2 separate regions of the Mus musculus genome follow, and region 1 is linked to region 2. Evidence: chromatin contacts called from public targeted proximity ligation data. All regions are on one chromosome and are shown on one strand. The core of a region is the stretch at or near the end of the contact, and the rest is flanking DNA. Distances in the headings are between cores, read along the strand shown.

Region 1 (3,012 bases), core at 472-2,971, 200 kb before region 2:
TAGCCTTGGCTGTCCTGGAACTCACTTTGTAGACCAGGCTGGCCTCGAACTCAGAAATCTGCTTGCCTCTGCCTCCCAAGTGCTGGGATTAAAGGCGTGTGCCACCACGCCCGGCTTCCCTCAACTTTTTAAATGGTCTTGTTTTTCAGGCTCTAAAAGTGCTTTTATATGTTCCTACTCTAAATGAAATTTTGGGCAAAAAGTTTCTCTAGTCCTTTGTGAAATGGTTGTGGGATAAAAAAAGGGCTCCCATACCCTGTGTAGACAGCAATCGCATGTAAGTGACTGAAGAAAGGTGTGTGTGGGGGTGTGTGTCTGGAGGGGTGGGGTGATGCAAAGGCCACACTACAAAGACAAGCCTGACATGACAGGTAGTTAAACCAAAGGTGCAAATTAGAGGGGTGGGGGTGGGGGGCGCCCACAAAGCCGAGATAGACTGTCCAACGCTCAATGAACGAAGGAAAAAAAAAAAAAGAAAGGTGTATGTTGTGCGCTCACTCAGTGACAAGTGCACAGGCAGAACGAGGAGCCCTGGAGCTAAAGATGGAGCAAGAATTGAAGGGAGATGGGGAGGGGACTCTGGCAGAATTAAAGGGTCTTGGGTAGGTGCAGCAGCCACTGAGGGCACAGCAGACCCTGGCTACTTGGCAGCCTCCCCCTCTTCCCGGCTGAAGCAGTGGGGAGAGCTTTCTAGAGCTGTGCGGAGGCCGGTAGGCCCCGCCCGCCGCTGCCGCCGCCGCAGCCGCCGGAGGATTCCTGTCCTAATATGGAGCTGGGATTCCCCCGGCCCCGCCCCCGCCCCCCAGCCCGCCGGAGAGACTGGGGCTCGCAAGAGGGCGGGGGAACAGCTCGTCTTGGGGGCTGACAAGCGGGAGGGGATCGTGGGAGAGGTTCAAACACACATCCAGATCCTCACCAGGCCCTGGGTCTTTGCCTCAGTTTCCCCGACAGGTGGCTAAGATGAACTAATAGAGGAAAAAGGAATCCCTGCAGATCACAGTGGAGATGTTTGTGTTCCTATGGTGCTAAGGAAATATGATCAAGACCGAATTCAAGTGGTCTCTTCTCCACAGGACCACCATTCCACCCTATCCTGGAGATTTAGACCCTCAGGTCAGGGCATGGAGGCGAAGAAGGAATTATTTATTTGAAACTGGCTAAGGGACTTTCAGATTGAATAGACCCCAGAAAAGACCCCCAGTTGTGACCTAGCCCCTCCCCAAAAGCCAAGGAAAGTCCCTCATGTAATTTCGACCCCTGCCTGGCAGATGGCGGCAAATTGGCAGAGGACCAAGCCCCTTCTCATCCTTTGCCTCCTTAGAAAAATCTATGTTGATAGCAGCCTCGCTTTGCCTTCTACAAACTCTCTTGTTAAGGGCTTCAGACCACCCTAATCCATGTACTGTTCCTCCTCCTAATAGAATGTAATGGAAAACCTGGGTCCCTGCACCCCATTCCTGGCTCTGCACAGCTCTTGCCAGCCGGCCCCCTCTGCACCCTCCCTTCTCCCCCTTCCCCCGCCCCCTCCCTCTCCCGTTCGACGTCACGGGATGACGTCGGAAGTCTGGGAGGGAGGAGGAGCACCCCCCCTCCCCAGCCAGTGGCTCCCTCTGCAGCTTGCTTTAGCCCAGCCTCCCGCCTCCCGCTGCCCCCCCCGTCTCTAAAAACGAGCCCCCCACGCCTGTCAGGAGCTATATAAGGCGGATCGAGGCAGGCGAGGGGGGCAGCGCTGCCGAGCGGAGCCCAGGAGTGGAGCGAGAGCGAGCAAGAGCCTGAGCGAAAAGACCGGGAAGCAAGGAAGAGGAAGCCTCCGGTGCATCGGGAAAGGATCGCAGGTGCTCGGGAGCCGGAGCTGGAGCTCCACAGCCGGCAGTCATGTACCGATCCACCAAGGGCGCCTCCAAGGCGCGCCGCGACCAGATCAACGCCGAGATTCGGAACCTCAAGGAGCTGCTGCCGTTGGCTGAAGCGGACAAGGTCCGGCTGTCCTACCTGCACATCATGAGTCTTGCCTGCATCTACACTCGCAAGGGTGTCTTCTTTGCTGGAGGTGAGCAGCTTGGGCTACCGGAGACCAGAGCTGACGGGGACCAGGGATGGAGGAGCTGAGGGAATGTGCTAAAACTGCCGCTTGTCTAGCACAGCGTGCTGGAAGCCTGTGGAGAGAAGGGACTTGAGGGGACCCTGGACTTCCTACTTTTTCTTCTGAGCTCCATCTAGACTAGCCTAAACGATAGTCCTAGCACTGGATTTGTGTGAGATAGAGCGCTAAAACAGAATGGTCCAGGCTCCCATTGCCTCAGAGGCACTCCAGGAATCCGGGGAGGGTACGGAAGGAAGCCTGGCAAGCTACAGGGAAAGCCTGCAAAGGCAAAGTATGAGGAAGAGTAGCTTGTGCTAGAAAATGCTGAGAGGGTCTTTCTATGCGCTCTGGAGCTGTTCGACGTCCTGAAGCCATCACCCTTTCTGGCGCTGCCCGCGGTGCTGAAATGGCCATAGCCCCTTTTCGCAGGAGCTGTCCGCGGTGCTGAATCCCAGTCCTTTCGGGAGAGCTCTGTCCACAGTGCTGACAGCAGAGGGCTGCTGAGGTTCCGGCCAGGCTTGGAAGTCCAGGGGCTCCCTGGCTAGATAGTTTTAGCAACAGGTCTCCTGGCCAAGATCCACAAGCATAGGGTCAACAGGTGTTGGCAGAAATAGGTCTATGGGAATTTCCTGTGTCTTCTCCAAGACTCAAAAGATGTTCTCTTTATTTCTGTGTTGTCCCTGATTCTTATCCTGACTCACCACATCTTCTCACCCTACAGGCACTCCTTTGGCTGGCCCCACCGGGCTTCTCTCTGCTCAAGAGCTTGAAGACATTGTGGCAGCACTACCTGGATTTCTCCTTGTATTCACAGCTGAGGGGAAGTTGCTATACCTGTCGGAGAGTGTGAGCGAGCATCTGGGCCACTCTATGGTGAGTACTAAAAGTCCTTGCATCTCAAGTTGGGGTATATGTGAGATAAAATGAGC
Region 2 (2,725 bases), core at 5-2,504:
AGGTGGCTTTTACTCAGTCTCAGGTGCTGCAGAATGAAGCCATGGCCATATTTAATGTCATATTGTTACTTTTTAAGGGGCCTATTTCCTAGCCTTAAATTATAGACTAATTTTCTGCTATAGAATCCAGTAGCTTATTTTCTGTCTCTGCCTTTTGTTTGACTTTTTCTTTCTTTTGTGGCAGTTTTGGGAGGTAGTATGCTCTATTTGTTATTTTACTCCCAATCATCCTGTTCTCATGAAGTTCCCCCTGCTTTCTGCCTGTTCACCTTTAAGTTCTCCATTCAGCACCTTTCCCGGTTATCTCCATCTTAAGAAGCTGCGTTGCAGAGGGTCATGACTAAAGTTGCTTGCTCAATGAGTATGGGATTATGTGAAGCAGCCAGTGGGTGAGAAAAATGTGATGAGGGAATTTGGACCCTGTGAAGAATGTTCGTTTGTACTTGTTTACAGCTGATTGTCACAAGCCTTTTTTCCAAGGTCAGTTTTAGGGAATTTAAACTTAGTTTTGGCTAATGGAGCCCAATAAAACCAAACAAAATCAAAAATTGCTGTTCCCGTTTTTTGTTTTGTTTTTTGTTTCTTCTCTTGGCGGGGTGAAGTTGGGGTGGGATGGGGTGTCGATTTTCAATCTCTGTTTTTCACACCTTTTGGGGAGGTGGGAGGCTGTTTCCTAAAGGGAACCTTAACCCCTGTGTCTCCTACGTCTCTGACCACCCTATTGTCTGGGCCATTGAACTGTTATCGAAGCTGGATCCACTGACTGTTTTAGAGTTTTAAAATTACATAAAGATACTTATAATTTTGGTAACTTGAGACTCAGAAGGACTACATTGGAAAGTGGGGGTTGCTTTTTAAGTAGGGGCGGGAGCTTGGCTATCGCCGGGAGGTCTGGGTAGGTTGACTGATGCAATATCCACGTTGCGGGGCGTGGTGACGCTCAGCTAGGGACCGGTGCGGAATTGTGGTGACAGAACTTGAATTTTGTCAGGATGTGCACGTGTAAGTGACAAAATGTGAAAGCTTAACAAAGTTGGGAGCCACGAAGCTACAGGTTGCCCCACTGACGCACGGCACCTTGTTCATTCTGCCTAATGGCTGGCCGCGCTTTGAAGAATTCCGCGTTTCTAGCTCCACCTTCAGATGGACCTCTTGCCCAATCAGTGGCTTCAGTTTCACTAGGCTGGGTGCTCATTGGCTTTCATATAAAAGGTCCAGGTTACTGACGTTTCCACCTCTTCCTGGCCTCTCAGGTAATTGGCGTTCCGGGTAACCAATCAGGAAGAGGATCTCCGGGAACGCCAGCCTTTTACTTTACCGAACGGCCAATCCGGTGGGTAGGTTCACCCCTCTTTCTACCCAGAGTCACTGCTGTGGCCGCCGCCATTTTAGCGTTTTGTCAGAACCGTCCGCGCTGCAAGGAGGAGGACCTGCAGGTATCCATGCGGTGAGATACTCCACGTTCTTCCACTGTGTTCTTTTCTCTGTTAAAAAAACTTACCTGACTCCGGTGGGTGTCAGGGTTGGCATAGTGGGGTTGCGGTCTGCGCACCCGTCCCTGAGAGCCGACATCGGTCCTCGACTTAGTGCGGTAAGCCTGAAACAACCTTCCTCCAAGTCCTCGTTCTCTACTCCCGGAATAGCTTTCTTTTGTCCACCTTACCCTCTGCTTTGCTCAATCTTCTTTGGGGTTTCCACCTAGATAAATCTTAGATTTAGGCTGGAGAATCTGTCATGCCCTGGGCATTGTTGGCTTCCTCACCAAACTGTAGCACCAGTCTTTGACCAGTTCTTCTGTAGGAGCCTGTAATGACATGCCCCACCCCCACCCCCACCCCAGAGGACTCCTCCTACTCGGGCATTTTCTATATTTCCCTGCTTTTTATCTGGTTGATCCCGGAACTCACTACTCCGAGTGAAATTCCCACTTTTCCGGAAATGGTTGCTAAGAGAGGAAGAGCTAATTTGAAGTAATTATAATTAGCAAGTCTAGTAGTTAGAATCTTGTTTTCAAATGTCAAAGTGAGTAGCTCTCAGTACCTGTAGCATTTTTTTTATTTATGCTGAAAACTTAGAGCGTTATTCCTTTGTCTGGGGCAGGGGAAGTGTAACTCAGTGGCGGAATACTTGCCTATAATGTACCGTGCTGTAGGTTGGAGCCACACCGCAAAATCCCCTTTGTCTACAAAAGTCTGCCTTGTTACATTTTTCCTCTTTATAGAACTTCTTGTGAGAAATAGAAGCAGGCTCTTGTTGAACTCCACATTTGTTACTGATTGGAGATGTAAGAGCATGCCTGTAGGAGAAAACTTTTGGGACTATGTGCTAAAGTGAAAGGAGATGATGGGAGCCATTTATTTATTTGATTTTTTTTTTCCCTTTTTTTAACAGTTGCTATGGACTTGAGGTCTTCTCCTAAAAATCTTGTTTCTCTACTTGCAGGCTGTGTGGAGATGGTGAAGCTGTTCATTGGAAATCTGCCCCGGGAGGCCACAGAGCAGGAGATCCGCTCACTCTTCGAGCAGTACGGGAAGGTGCTGGAATGTGACATCATTAAGAATTATGGCTTTGTGCACATAGAGGACAAGACGGCCGCTGAGGATGCCATACGCAACCTGCACCACTACAAGCTGCACGGAGTGAACATCAATGTGGAAGCCAGCAAGAATAAGAGCAAAGCTTCAACCAAGTTACACGTGGGCAACATCAGCCCCACTTGTACCAA

The links.
Region 1: a targeted proximity ligation map of stem cell-derived neural progenitor cells shows a contact between it and region 2, with 2.5 times the contacts expected there. A contact is called at or near these places in 6 of 39 promoter capture datasets (the 3T3-L1 cell line, the SN4741 cell line, embryonic stem cells and 2 more), 1 of 484 Hi-C or Micro-C datasets (nephron progenitors), 6 of 130 datasets of targeted methods (the 230-238 cell line, bone marrow-derived macrophages, embryonic limb bud and 2 more) and 1 of 9 other capture datasets (liver).

The regions. Positions count from the first base shown.
Region 1 is chr19:4,988,680-4,991,691 of GRCm38.p6, reverse strand. Npas4 (neuronal PAS domain protein 4) reads left to right here and starts at 1,721. Exons shown (of 8, transcript NM_153553.5): 1 at 1,721-2,050; 2 at 2,805-2,956. The coding sequence starts at 1,876.
Region 2 is chr19:4,792,538-4,795,262 of GRCm38.p6, reverse strand. It overlaps Rbm4 (RNA binding motif protein 4), which reads left to right and starts at 1,254. Exons shown (of 4, transcript NM_001290122.1): 1 at 1,254-1,447; 2 at 2,443-2,725. The coding sequence starts at 2,454. It overlaps Gm21992 (predicted gene 21992), which reads left to right. Exons shown (of 3, transcript NR_157185.1): 2 at 1,254-1,447.